2 separate regions of the Danio rerio genome follow, and region 2 is linked to region 1. Evidence: chromatin contacts called from public Micro-C data. All regions are on one chromosome and are shown on one strand. The core of a region is the stretch at or near the end of the contact, and the rest is flanking DNA. Distances in the headings are between cores, read along the strand shown.

What was found. Hi-C and Micro-C count contacts between places; a contact is called where the count stands out from the background.
Region 2: a contact with region 1 is called in a Micro-C map of caudal fin, with 8 times the contacts expected there. The contact joins the promoter of casp7 here to the promoter of plekhs1.1 in region 1. A contact is called at or near these places in 2 of 18 Hi-C or Micro-C datasets (caudal fin and an unstated tissue).

What each region holds. Positions count from the first base shown.
Region 1 is chr12:32,316,245-32,323,657 of GRCz12tu, reverse strand. It overlaps plekhs1.1 (pleckstrin homology domain containing S1, tandem duplicate 1), which reads left to right and starts at 3,942. Exons shown (of 13, transcript NM_001114564.1): 1 at 3,942-3,979; 2 at 4,586-4,623; 3 at 4,765-4,862; 4 at 4,946-5,061; 5 at 5,150-5,302; 6 at 5,398-5,443; 7 at 6,018-6,095; 8 at 6,188-6,304; 9 at 6,414-6,478. The coding sequence starts at 4,800.
Region 2 is chr12:32,467,515-32,474,927 of GRCz12tu, reverse strand. It overlaps casp7 (caspase 7, apoptosis-related cysteine peptidase), which reads left to right and starts at 3,939. Exons shown (of 8, transcript NM_001020607.2): 1 at 3,939-4,080; 2 at 5,045-5,155; 3 at 6,318-6,443. The coding sequence starts at 5,148. nrap (nebulin-related anchoring protein) reads right to left here and starts at 1,003. Exons shown (of 43, transcript NM_001324547.1): 1 at 673-1,003; 2 at 84-178. The coding sequence starts at 744.

The sequences.
Region 1 (7,413 bases), core at 2,693-5,192:
AGTACGGTGGCGCTGTGGGTAGCACAATCACCTCACAGCAAGAAGGTCACTGGTTCGAGCCTTGGCTGCATGGGTCAGTTGGCGTGGGTTTCCTCCGGGTGCTCCAGTTTCCCCCACAAGTTCAAAACAAGGGTACTTGGGTAAGCAAATTGTCCCGAGTATGTGTGTGAATAAGATGTTTCACAGTACTGGGTTGCAGCAGGAAGGGCATCTGCTGTGTAAAACATATGCTGGATAAGTTGGAGGTTCACTCTGCTGTAGCGACGTCAGATTAACACTTATGGGACTAAGCCGAAAAGAAAATGAATGAATGAATGATTGAACGGTCATAATCCATTTTTGTATATTTGAAAATCAGTTTTGGTTTATGTTTTTCACAATTACTTTAAAATTATTTGCCATTAATGTATTATATACACTCAAAAAATTATTTTTGCTGCTTGTTCAAACTATTTATTTAATATAAGTTGAAACAAAACAATTATTTTGTGTTTTTGGGACAATTCGATTCTTTTATGTTTAATCTACATTGCAAAAATTGCAAAATTGTTGCAAACTATTTATTTGTGTTGAATTTAAACTAACAAATTAAATTTAGTTCAACTGAATTTGTTAGCTTAAATTCAACCTAAGAATAGTTTACAACCACTTAACTTAAATCAATTTAGTAAATCTAAGGAATCATGTTTGAATTTTTTTTTCAGGGTACTTCAATTTGTAAAAGTGTAAAAAATGTAACTTAATTTTTGTTGGGACAACATGAAGTAATTGTGTGGAACCCAGCATTTTTCACAGTGTATAATCATTTAAAAACAACATGTTTTAAGGAACATTAAAGAATGTTCTTTCATCGGTTCATCAAGCATTGCCCTGATCACCCTTGCCTTACAGCATAGACTTTTTAAGAATTAAGTTTTTTTTTTAAGTTTTTAGCATAAATCAGAGGTCTGTCGTCATCATGTACCTGAAGGCTGATCTCTAGTGTTTTATTCCTCTCTTTCTTTCAAAGAGAAGTTAAATCGATGTAAACTCCCAAAAAAAAAAACATGCAGCAAAAAAAAAATAAAAAAATTGTGTAAATGCTGCATTGTGTCTCAAAGTGGTCAGGATTAAACGGAGTAGCATAGCTCATTAGTCCTTGTTGACAAGGCTGTGGTATTAAGAGTTTTTTTTTTTTTTTTTGAGAATTGTAGGTATGCAAGCTTCTGGTAAACTGAAACGTCTGGTCAACCTATTTATAGATTATTCGTCACAATGAACTCGAAAACCCCTTCACATTTTTTTTTTTTTCAAATTCAATACATAGTTCACCCAAAAATTGTAATTCTGCCATACTCATTCTTTATCGTTCTACTGAGTTTTTACTTCTACTGAACACAAAGGAAGATGTCTTGAAGAAAGTTGGAAAAGAAGTTTTGAAATGATGACAGCAAAGTTTGTCTCGTATTTATCAAAAATGTACAACAAATCTGACAAGCCATTTATTCATACATTTTCTTTTTGACTTAGTTTATTAATCAGGGGTTGCCACAGCAGAATGAACAGCCAACATAGGTTTTTACACAACAAATGCCAGTACAGCTGCAACCCAGTACTGGGAAACATCCACACACGCTCATAGTTTATTCAATTCACCAGTACTGCACGAAAACCAGAGCACTTGGAGGAAACCCACATGAACATGACGAGAACATGCAAACTCCACACAGAAATTCCAACTGGAATAAAAAATAATGGTACAATAAATGACGATCTGTGTCCAAAAATGAAGATCAATTCTCTCATGCTATTTCTATATTGTTTAAAGCAGTTTTTTTGTTGTTGTTGTTGTTTCCATGTCACACTATAGGTTATATGGTGGTTTAATATTAAAGAAACAGTTCAGTAAAAAATTTATAAATATATACATATATATATATATATATATATATATATATATATATATATATATATATATATATATATATATATATATATATATATATATACATATATATATATATACATATATACATATATATATATACATATATATATATGTATACATATATATACATATATATATACATATATATATATATATATATATATATATATATATATATACATATATATATATATATATATATATATATATACATATATATATATATATATATATATATATATATATATATATATATATATATATATATATATATATATATATATATATATATATATATATATAATTTATATTAGTGACCCTCAAACATCAGACTTCAAACTTCATGAATATATCTAGTCTTTCCTTAAAAATGTTGTTGGACAAAAAAGTAATCATTACTCTTGGTTTTTAGTGTCTACACATACCCCCTACCCCTACAGTGTTGGCATTTGCTCTATAAAGAGTGCATGTGCCTGACAATGTCTGTGCAAGTCTGCAGCCAGATGCTACTGGCTGACAGTGTGATAAATATGTAAGCAAGTCTAACATGTCTTCAGTGAGCAGGACTCTCTAGCGGTGATTTCTGAAAATGCAGTGAGTGGAATAAATAATTTTTCAGACCTGTAGATCGCTTGCTTTGCTGCAAGGTTGAATTTGCTTTCTGCTCTAAAAAGCACATTTGAAAACTGTGCTTAAAAAGTGCTTATGCAAGTCACTTGAAAGTAAAACTGTCTGCTCATTGTTGATCAGAGTGTATATGTTTATGTTCATTTGCATCATCCATCAAGACTGACTGACAGATTGGCTTTTTGTGGATTTATGTCAAGGTGTGATCCAATCTAACTGAAAGATTCTGTACTTAATTTATTTTAAATTTTATACACCCTTTAAAATAAAGGTTGTTTGTTGCTATTGTTGTCTCTATGAATAATCTTCACATTAATAGAACCTTTTCATTGCGCTAAAGGTTATTTATAGTGAAAAATGCTTTAAAATCATTAACATTTTCGACAAGAACAAAAAGCCTCTTTTGAGACCAGAACCAAAAAAGGCTCTATTTGTACTGAATAGACATTTGAGGAACTCTGAACAAATGATTTTACATAATCAAACACCACTGTTTTTTATGTAGCCCTTTTTCCATTATGAATTATAAATTCAGGTGGTTGGCTGGTCATTTGGGTTGGAACTTTGGCTTTTTTCATTTTGGCACCCAATAAAATGGCTTAAGAGTTTCTTCATTCAGGCAGAGAATCAGGTTTTAAATCAAAGGCTCTAATTGTGAAAACATGTACTCCAGATAACAAATAGGGAGAAGGTCTTTTAAAAATTGATGCAATTCTTGCAAGATGACTACTTGCATTTTCTGTTGTCAAAGCGTCTTTGAAAATATAAACGGAATGTATTGGAATTTTCAGACGTCATCTTAGTTCCTCGTGTTAATCGTGTTCCCAGAAATAAACATGCACAGAGTTTCTAAAAAAAAAAAAAAAACATTAAACAAACAAACACAAAAAAAGTGTAAACTGATTCTAACTGATTAGCTAATGACTGATTCTGAATAATTAATCTGATCTCATTTATATGAGGAGGGCAACCAAACTATAATTTGACTTTTCAGACTTACTATGTAAATATTGCTTTGCCTCTACTTAAAAATTACCCAATTTTAGAAGGTCAAAATTACTAATTAGATATTACAGTATCTTTTTATATGATATCAAAAGACACAAAAAAATTAAAAAGCCAGCATATGGATGTTTATCAGCTCAGTTTATAAAGAATTTATCTAAATAACTACAATCATCTCAGACATTCCAGTAAGGCAAACCCCCATGCATCATGTTTTCAAGTCACTGCCAGTAATCTAGCAATTCTCAAAACCAAATTTTTGGTGACCCATGAATTTTGAAGTTTCCAACAAAGGGAGGACTCACTGAAAGCTTTACGAGAATCTCCACCTCCCTCAAAAACAAAAAGAGTCTTCCTTCAAAATACTGTAACAGATTTTGAGAACAGGACAGCGGTGCAAAGGAGACACATACAATACAGGTAATGCATTTAAAATATACAGCACAGTTCGTTTTAAGCAGATATGATGACTGTGTAGCTGCTTACTACATTTTGCCCATATGAATCTTTCTGACATATTTATCATTTATATATATATATATTGCATATTTAAGCTTAAAAATACTAATAAATTACAAACTATTTGATAAAAGAAAGTTGTTCATGTTTGGTTTTAGATGAACAGATTTATTATAGACAGAATTTTAAAAATTAGATGATTCACGCAGAAAAGGGATCATTCAAATGAAATTACTCAAAGCTTTTGTACTTCAAAATTAAAATAGCGTCTATAAATCAAAATAACATTACAGACCTGACTTGATTTTCACAGAGAGGATCTTTTGTGTGCCACAAAATAAAGCATAATAGTTTATAATGGCATTTAGAGTGAGAAAACCTTCAACATTTTTATTTTGGTTGAACTAATTATATTCCTTTCAGGTTTTTAACACATTAAATACATTTATTTAAAATTCTAGTATTAAAAAGCAGCTTATTTATATATTACAACTGTTACAATTAAAACTTCCTTAACTATCGTTTGATGAGTGCCTTCATAACTTATTTCATTCTTCTTTTGCACAGAAACAACATCTTCTAAATGTACAACAGAAAAAAATCAGGTATGCCTAAGAACACAACCACAGGAACCAGAATAGCTGGAGAAGATATTAGACTACAAGAAAACACTTGGCTAATATAATTTATACAGATTGAGATGAGTTATTATTCTGTAATTGAGTGTATGCTTTCTTCTGCAACAGATTCAACTGCTTCAAACCATAGTGAAGCAGCTGAGATGGAGGACTTATGTTCAGGTTTCCTGTACAAATCCCCTCCTTCTGGCCAAATAAGAAAGATGGTATGGATTTTGGATTTTGTAAACTTACATTTTTTGCAGGTTTTCTCCACATTTCAAATAAACGGTTTCATTGTCTATTGCAGAAATCCTGGAAGCGTCGCTTCTTTGTGCTTGAAAAGAAAAACAACGGCAGCCACGAGCTAAAATACTACAAAACCACTGAGAAAGACAAAGCTATAAAGTCCATTGAGGTTTCAAGGTAAGACAAAACTTGGTGAATGCTTTTCAGTTAAATAAATTATTAATATTATTCAATGATAAATACATTTATATACACTCCTATGCAGCATCACATTGCTCTACGTGGGACCCGAATCACATTCGGCTTTTGAATGGATCTCTAAAACCTTCAAGTGCTCTTCTTCCTCTGTGCTCTTCATGAAAACAGAAAATCCAACAGACAAGGTGCAGCGAGAATACTTTTTCATCGGCGACTCCAGGTTTGTCATGATTACCTTTAGTGAACTTTAATTACTTAATAAAAGTACAATAATAAACGAACATTTATTTACAACAAATAATCTGTTGTTTTCAGTGAGGAGGTGAATAGATGGTTTAATGCTATATTCGGAGTTTTGAAGGTAAGACATTCTATTTTTAATGTGAAAAGCTGCAATTAGTTTCTTTATAAATAATAAAATGATGCACTTTTATTTAAAAAAATGGACTGAATCGTTGTTAAATATTTTATTGCATAACCCTTATAAAAATGTATATGCATGTCTATTGACAAACCATTGTATACATGTGTTCATGCATATATTGATACATTTTGTTTATCTAAAAATCATATTTTGTTGATAAATTTACTCTTGGTAAGTTACTATTGTTTAAATTCTTGAAAACTTTAAGTATTGTGAAAATCAATCCATAACATTGTGTTCAATTCTGATCAATCTTGATTGTTTTAAATAAAAAAAAAAATATTTAATGAATTCCAATGGGGTTATTAATGGTAATTCTTGGATTCCATGCTCTTATTTTAAGATTTTAAATTAGCAATTAAAATTTACATTAATAATCCTATTATTAATGTATGTAAATGCAGTGATTACTAAATAAAATTGTATACATTCAAAGCTTTAAAAAAATCACATTCACCATTTAATTGGTTTTATTCAAACTAAAAAGTCTTTTTTTTTTATGTGTTCACAGAATTTCAAAATTGAATCACAAACCAAACCACAAACCATGACAGAATCCACTGACAAAAACCCTTGTGACAGCGACAAGGTAAATTAATCCTCAATGTTTCTCTCTTATGCTTATTGTGACTTAAACTGACTTCCCAGCTGAAATATTTCTTCCCGTACCTCTCGCTGTAGAGTAAAGCCGTCAGTCGACCCGCAGTGCCTCCAAGGACGAGGTCTTTTGAAGTTGTTACCAGCCATCCTGAAGAGTGCTGCCAGCAAACACACAATAGAAACCGATCTGAAACAAAGGTATTGCATTGTTGTAATTTTAACACTGCCACTAAAACCAAACACTTGCATCGTTATACATTATTAAATTAAAATATTTCATGCTGATACAACTGCTTGACTTATTCAGGTGAGTGAAAAAGAAGAAAGCCTTGATGAGACCGGAGAGGAAAGCAATGAGGAGCTGTCGTCAGAGTAAGACAAACTCTTATTCTGGATTTAAAATGTACATTACTTTATCGTTAAAATGTTAAATAAACCATTCTATTTGTAACTACCGTAATTGTCCTTGAAAAAGTGGTGCGATAGAATCATTCGTCTGATTAGCAGCTTTTAGCAAATTTAAGCTGTTTGCAATTATTAATAATTACACTGTACACTAAAAAAGTGATTTGTTACTAAAAGCGAGTAAACCAGTTGCCTTTAAAGAAACAAATTGACTTTACAAAAATAATGTAAGTAAACCTAGTTCCTTGGAACTTTTAAGTTGACTTGTTTTTTGCAATTATGCAAATTGTATTCACTTTTTTTTTTAATGAAAGTAAACTAATCACTTTTTTTCAATACACATTTACAATTACTATACTTGCTTTTTTCAGCTTTTCTGTATCTAGCAAAATGACAGTAACAAAAATAAATCTGCTCTTCCAGACTCCAGTGTGTCTTCTAAATTCAATAAAGGCTATAATTGTAGATTTTATAGACTTAATGAAGCACCAAATATGTAATACTGTGATAATTACAGTAATTGTTTGAAAACATACTCTAAAAAGGGATTAGTTGACATTAAAAAAGCACAATTAGCATAATTATAAAAAGTCAACTTAACATTTCCAAGTTTCAATGGGTTTATTTTCTTTTTGTAAAGTCAACTTGTATTTCAGACAATTGGTTTACTCGTTTTGATTAACTAATCACTTTTTACAGTGTAAAAAATGCTGGGTACAATCGATTTGTGTTGGGACAACATGAATGAAGTTATTTGTTTTTAAAAAATGTAAATTTGTTGTAAAAAAGTTGTCGCAAAAAATCCTAAATAATTCTTTTGCAGATCATTTTAATTTAGTAATTTGAACCAACAACAAACATAACTTCCTTAGTGTATGAAAGCTTGTTTGTAGTAGTCAAGT
Region 2 (7,413 bases), core at 2,690-5,189, 150 kb before region 1:
TAACTTAAACAAATTGTACGAACTGAAGCAATGAAAAACAATGCATTGATTATAAATAAAATCCAAGCCAAAAACAAACTTACACTTGGCAGTATGGTCTTTTCTGATGGCTCACATAATTATTGGCAGTCAGAACCATCTTACAAACCTCGCAGTGAAAACATGCTTTGTGCCAGTTCTGAAAGAGAAAAGAGGGACGTATAAATGTGAAACATTCAACAATATAAATCTGTATTTTAAATTCCTCCTCCTAAAGATCTGTCTAGCTTAAAGAGATAGTTCACACAAAACTGAAACCTTTACTTGTTCTACAACTATTTGAGAGTATTTCTTCTGTTGAACACACACAAAAAAAAGATGTTTTGAAAAATGCTGGAAATCTGTAACCATTAACTCCCATAGTATTTGGGTTTCCTATTATGAAAGTCAATGGTTGCAGGTCTTCAGCTTTCTTTAAAACATCTTCATTAGTTTTTCAAAGTCATAAAAGTTTGAAAACACTTTAATGTGAGTGAATAAACTCTCATTTTTAGGTGAACTATCTCTTTATTTAGTTCCACATGGTCTTGCTTGTTTCAAAAAAACATAGTTACCAAACTAAAAAGTACTTATGATTATCTAAAAACTGTTATTTCAAATCGTAAGTGCACTGACACACATGTAAAGCCTTACCTGACCAATAAGATTGACCTTCTCTGCTGGGTATACCACAAACCCACACCTGGCGCACTTCTGAACATTCATATTTCATCCAATTTAAAAGCCAAAATCCAGAGAAAAATAAAAGAGCTTCTACCAGCAACGGTATAGGAACAGCAAGGCGTCCCAGACAGTCCCTTGTCCCCACTTGTGTGTCAGTCTCTGTCCTGTGTTAAACTTAGATGTGCTCTGGGATTGAGAGCCGGTCTAGTAGATGGCAGTAGGTGTCAGTTCCAGCTCTCTTTAGCTGTGGCCGATCAGCTGACTGGTTGACCAGCTGTCAGTTATAGTCGAAGCGGTCACTGAGTTGTGATCACAGTGTTGTTCACTTTTGAGTATGTTAGTCAGAGCCTTCAGACGAGCTCTAAATAGGTGAATGAAGTCACGGCTGGATTGGTCCACGTGTTATGAAATCTTTTCTTTCTAGTAGCCTATGTGCACTGTATGGCGTCATGTTCTCAAATAAGATTTAATTGTTCGTGCTTTCGTGCATCATCTTCAAACATCAAGCTGATGGTTGGTCATTTTAAATATTTCATTATTTGATAACATAATATAAAATGTGATTAAGTTCATTAAAGATTTCTAAAGCACCCACATTTACTGCTTTTTTTGTAGTAAACCCCTTACATGCATACCAGTCGTTCCCAAAGTGGGGGTTGCGGGACAATGACAGGGGCTTGCTTGGTGATTTCCAAAATAAATCAATTTTATTAAACCATAAATACAGCAGTTTTTAATAGTTGAAGACAAAAACATGCAAATGAAAAGCCGTTAGCCTTTATTTAATTTTTTTTTTCATAGGATTGGTGTGTTTACATTAGACAGTACAGCAATAGTGTCAGCTGCTGCAGATTGATTTTATAGCACTAGGTTAAACTTTCTGACATCTTTATGGCAATCGAATACATTAAAAATAAATACAGGCCACAACTGAACATCGTGGATGATCTCTGATCGGCGGTCTCCAAAATTAAACCAAGAATAGACTTGTGCTGAAAACATTGTGTCCACCAGAGGTTAAAATTAAATTCATTCATTCATTCATTCATTTTCTTTTTGGCGTAGTGCCTTTATTAATCTGGGGTTGCCAAAGTGGAATGAACCGCCAACTTAGCAGCATATGTATTACACAGAGGATGCCCTTCCAGCTGTAACCCCTCACTGGGAAACACCCAAACACACTCATGGACTATGGACAATTTTAGCTTACCAAATTCACCTATACCACATCTTTGGACTTGTCAGGGAAACCAGAGCACCCCGAAATAACCCACACAAACAGGGGGAGAACATGGAAACTCCACACAGAAATGCCAACTGACCCAGCCGAGGCTCAAACCAGCGACCTTCTTGCTGTGAGGCAGCAGCGCTGCACCACCACTTCGCCCCTAAAATTAAACTAAACAAATTAATAAATGACTATAAAAAAATTGAATGGTTGTTAGGCTGTTGCACTTTTTGTGTTGTTATTATGCATGTGTTTATATAGGCCTACATTTGTGTGCGCAACGTTTGTATGTTTATAAAAACCTCCAAGGAATTTGCAGGTTGTGAGTCACTGGCATTGTTATTTCAGGGGTCTTGGGCTGAAAAGTTTGGGAACTCCTGGGCCCTGCCTTATACTATAAAGGCTTATTTAGGATTTTATATCTACGTAAGTGACATAGTTTAAAGTAAATGTGTATAATTCTATAAACAAGGCACAGTTTTTAAGTTTATGGTCCCATAGAAAACCTATTCAAATCTGAAGTAGATTCTTTTAAAATCTTTGCAGGGACAGTTTACACCCAAAAACGAAAATTCTGTTATTATTTACTCATCCTTGACTTGTTCCAAAACAGTGTTCAACAGAACAAAGTCAAATTCAAATGAAGGGTGACTAAATGATTACAGAATGTTCATTTTTGGGTGAAATATTTCACTTCATTTACAATAGGCGACCTCAAGAAAAAGTGAAACTTGATATGTATAACGCTAATTGTGATGGCACTGTGCCAAACCTATTGTAGGTACTATCAATGCATGGTTTTTTATATCACAGACGAAGCTGATTGTATAATAAAGTGTTGCGGAGATACTTATGTGCTTAACTTGTGTGCATTTTTTGCCATATAAGACAAATGCTAAGTTATTTTGTGCAGTTAGATTAACTTAAATTCTATAATATTCTGCTGGCATATTCTGAAAATAAAATATTTTGTTTCTAAATGTAAATGTACTTTTTTTTCCATGAGAAGTGGCTACCTTAAAAAATATAGAATATGCCTATACACAGCTTCTGTGGTTGATGCTAAAGCAGGGGTGGGCAAACTCGGTTCTGGAGGGCCAACTCTAATCAAACACACTTGGTTCTACAATTATAGTGATCTTGAAGACACTGAGGTGTGTTTGATTAGTGTTGCCCACCAGGGCCCTCCAGGACCGAGTTTGCCCACCCCTGTGCTAAAGAGAATATCAGGTGTTAACAATTTTAAATATAATATTTGGAAAATATAGGGCGACACGGTGACGTAGTGGTCTCACTGTAAGAAGGTTGCTGTTTCGAGCCTCAGAGTTTGCATGGATTTCCTCCGGGTGCTCCGGTTTTCCCCACAAGTGCAAAGACACGCACTTTAGGTGAATTAAATAAGCTGTGATTGGCCATAGTGTATGTGTGTAAATGCAATGTATGAGTGTTTTCCAGTGCTGGGTTGCACTCAGTGCTGGGCATCCGCTGCTTAATAACATATGCTAGAATAGTTGGCAGTTCATTCCGCTGTGGCAACCCCTGATGAATAAAGGGACTAAGCCAAAAAGAAAAAGAATGAATGAATAATTGGATAATACAAGACATCATTTCCAAGGTCAAAGTCATCACAAGGGTGTTGCATTCTTCAAGTTAATTATAAGACAAATTATATTAGTTTTTCATTCCTTTACGTAATTGGAAAATTTATAAATAATATTTACAAAAACAGTTATTTGACATGATGTCTGGTTGATAACTCATTACACTAATATTAGCCTATTATATTATATTATATTATATTATATTATATTATATTATATTATATTATATTATATTATATTATATTTTTTATATTTCATATTATAGCCTACTTTACGTCTATATACAATATTTATAAAACCATGTTTATATATACTGTATATATGACTTTCATTTTTCCGAACTCTATTCTTGTGTATAAACGGGAACACTAACAGGAAGTTGCGCAGCAAAGTTTTCTGAAGTGCCTGTTTCTTTAAATACACGGATCTCTGAGTCAGACTGGAAGTGGAGGATCGCAGGTTTGAAAGTAGTTTCGTTTTCTCTGTGTAGTACTTACAACGTTTATTTGGAATAGCAGAATACAAGACTGAGGCTGATTCGTCAGAAATGTAAGTTTGAAGAGTTAGGAGACTGTAATATCATGAAAACATTAGCCTGTTATGCTTAACTAAACCATCGTTGTTTAGTCCATCAACTGTACAGAATCAAATTGAGTTGCGTTGCTAACGATTGCATTATGAAGCGTTAACGATTTAATTCTTTGTGTGGGCCTGTATTTAATAATATTCAAATGTTGCGAATTACAAGGATTATAAAAAAGACAGGTACTAACCAGGTCAAATTACCTTCGGAGAGCTTTTAACCTCCTTTGCAATGTATTCAAGAGTTATGATAACAGAAATGGCTATGTATTATATTATCAACATCTATAATCCGTTATTTACGTAATAATATGTTGAACTTGACAACTTAAAGCTTTAACGTTAGCAGTGATCCGTTTTTATCATATTTCCATAATGTCACAAAGCTTACTTCTTTGGCTTAAACATTCATAACGTTACATAAACACGTAAGTTAAATTTGTCCCCCCGAGCTATAAACTTTTACACCTATTACTACTTAATAAATGGGTCAATTAAACATACAGTTAAGGTGACACTATGAAGTGAAAGTAAAAGCTTAATTACTTAATAACTGATGATGAGTAGCTGTAGTAGGGCAACTGCTTGAAGAAATTCCCCATGTACTGTAAACAGAACATTAGAGATGTACTGTAATACATGTAGAGTTATTTGCAATACAATCATGGTGAATATGAGCACGTTTTTTATGTTGTTAATTCTTAATTTGATGTCTGAAAGAGACCAGAGTACCCACAGACATTTTTTGTTAAAAACAACTGAACGGTTACAGTAGCCAAGTAGACCTCAGTAAGGAAAGGTGTGGCCATGTCAAGAAAATACTTTGAATACCAGAAGTCAAAAAATCCCCATAGTTTTAAAGCTTGATTTCCTTATAAGTGACCGTGTGTTAACAATCAGATCAGTGAATTTTTTTTCATTCTTGCTCCAGAATGGATAAAGAAGCCCTTACTTCCGAGAACGAGGTGTCAGGGGATGACCAAGAGAATTACGGAAAAGGAGATGTGACAGATGCAAAACCTGACCCAAAAGCAATGTGCAGGTACCACGAATAGTGACCTTACCGTTTTTTTTTTTTTAAATGCCTCATAATTATGCTTTCTCTGAATGTGACCTTACATGCAGGATGTACCTGTAGTCTAGTTGTTCGTGAACATAAAACATTCTCAAGGTTTAATTGAATTTAGTTAATTGTCTCTCAAAAGACAGAATCAATTCTGAAATCATCTTTGCAAGGATAGTTCACTTAAAAATGAAAATTCTGTCATCCTTTAGTCAGCCTTGATATGTTACAAACCAGTTGAGTGTTTGGTTTGATAGAACACAAACATACACACACACACACACAAACACACACTTTAATAATAATAATATTAATAATAATAAATAATAATTATACCTTACATTTATATAGCGCTTTTCTGGACACTCAAAGCGACTTATATTTTTTTAAGGGGGAATCTCCTCATCCCCCACCACCATGCAGCATTCTGCATGACATGACAGCAGCCTTATTGCACCAGACTGCACACCAAACACCAGCTGATTGGTGGAGAGGAGACCTCAATTATGAAATGGGGATGGTCAGGAGACCATGATGGATAGAGGCCAATGGCTACATTTAAACAGGATGCCAGGGTTAAATCCCTACTCTTTTGGAAGGACATCCTGGGATTTTAATGACCCCAGTTTAACATCTCATCCGAAAGACGCCGCTCAGTGAGCATCAATATACTGGGGTGTTAGGACCTACACAAACCGCAGGTTGAGCCTCCTCTGCTGGTCTCACTAGCACCCCTTCCGGCAGCAAACTAGATTTCCCATGTGGTCTCCCATCCAGGTGCTGACCATGTGAGAGTTGCAGAGAGCTAGCTGTCAGACATGCACACATTGTTTAACAAACAAAGTCAAACCGTCAAATATGAAGTGTGAGTAAATGATAACAGAATTTTAATTATTGTGAATTATTTCACTTAAGCTACAATAGGTGAACTCAAGAAATGTGATGCAAACTTTGAGCATTTTTGCCATATACTGTATACAACAAGTTATTTTGTGCAATTATATTGATAGATTTAAATTCCCTAACATTTTGCTGGCATGGTCTGAAGATACAAAATTTAGTTTAACAGTCTTTAGGCTTTATTTCCCTATAAGTGACCTTGTGTTAACAATCAGTGACATTCTTTTCATTGTTGCTCCAGAGTGGATAAAGAAGCCCTTACTTCCGAGATTGAGGTGTTGGAGGAGGACCAAGACAGTTACGGAGAAGAAGACGTGACAGATGCAAAACCTGACCGCAAAGGGAGATTTAGGCTTTTTGGCAACTTGTGAGACAGTTTTTTTTTTCTATGTTATCCATTCAATCAATGTGCAGATAGCATAAATAGTGAGCTGTTTTTTTTTTAAATGGCCTATAATTATTTCTTTGAACCTTTCATGCAGCGTGTACTGTAGCTGCTTGTGAATGTAAAAAGTTCTCTAGGTTTAATTTTATTTAGTTAAATGTCTTCCAAAAGAGAGAATCTGAACTGCCAAAACAATCCCAGATTTACTTCTGTAACACATTTGCACATAGTCAGCCTATGGGTTTCACTTTCTACCCGTGAACATCTACGCTTTGTATTTTTGACATCGTGTCTAGAGGATCCATTTATTGCAGACAAACTATTAATATAGCGATTTATGCCTTTTTATGAAAATTTAGCAAAATGAATGTCTTACATTATATCTGGACTTTATTTATGATGGTAGAACTGAGCAAGGGCACAGAATTCAGTGAATAGTGTCACTTTGTGTATTACACTGGCTATTAGACTGCAAAAATAGCTTTTCTTACTTACATATTTTATCTTGTTTATATTCTTAATATCTAAAAATTCCAAAATCAAGAAGCATTTTCTAGACAAGCAAAACATAGTGCCTTCTTGTAAGATTATTTCAAATAAAGTGAGTTTTTCCTTAAAACAAGCAAAATAATCTGCAAATGGGGTAAGCAAAATGATCTTATGTCAAACCATTGAAGAAGATTATTTAGATTACTCCATTGACAGATTATTTTGCTTTTTTTAAGCGAAAAAAGTTTTTATATTTGACTTATTATTTTATTATTATTACTTATTATTTCTTTAAACAAGGCAATTCAAGAAAATGCTTTTTGATTTATAATGTTTTAGATATTTGGACTAGAAATAAGACAAAAAAATCTAAGTCAGAAAAGCATCTTTTTGCAGTTTAGTTCTATCCAAAATAAAAATTATTTTCAATTTTTTGGTGGGTTTTCACCATTAATGGATAGGT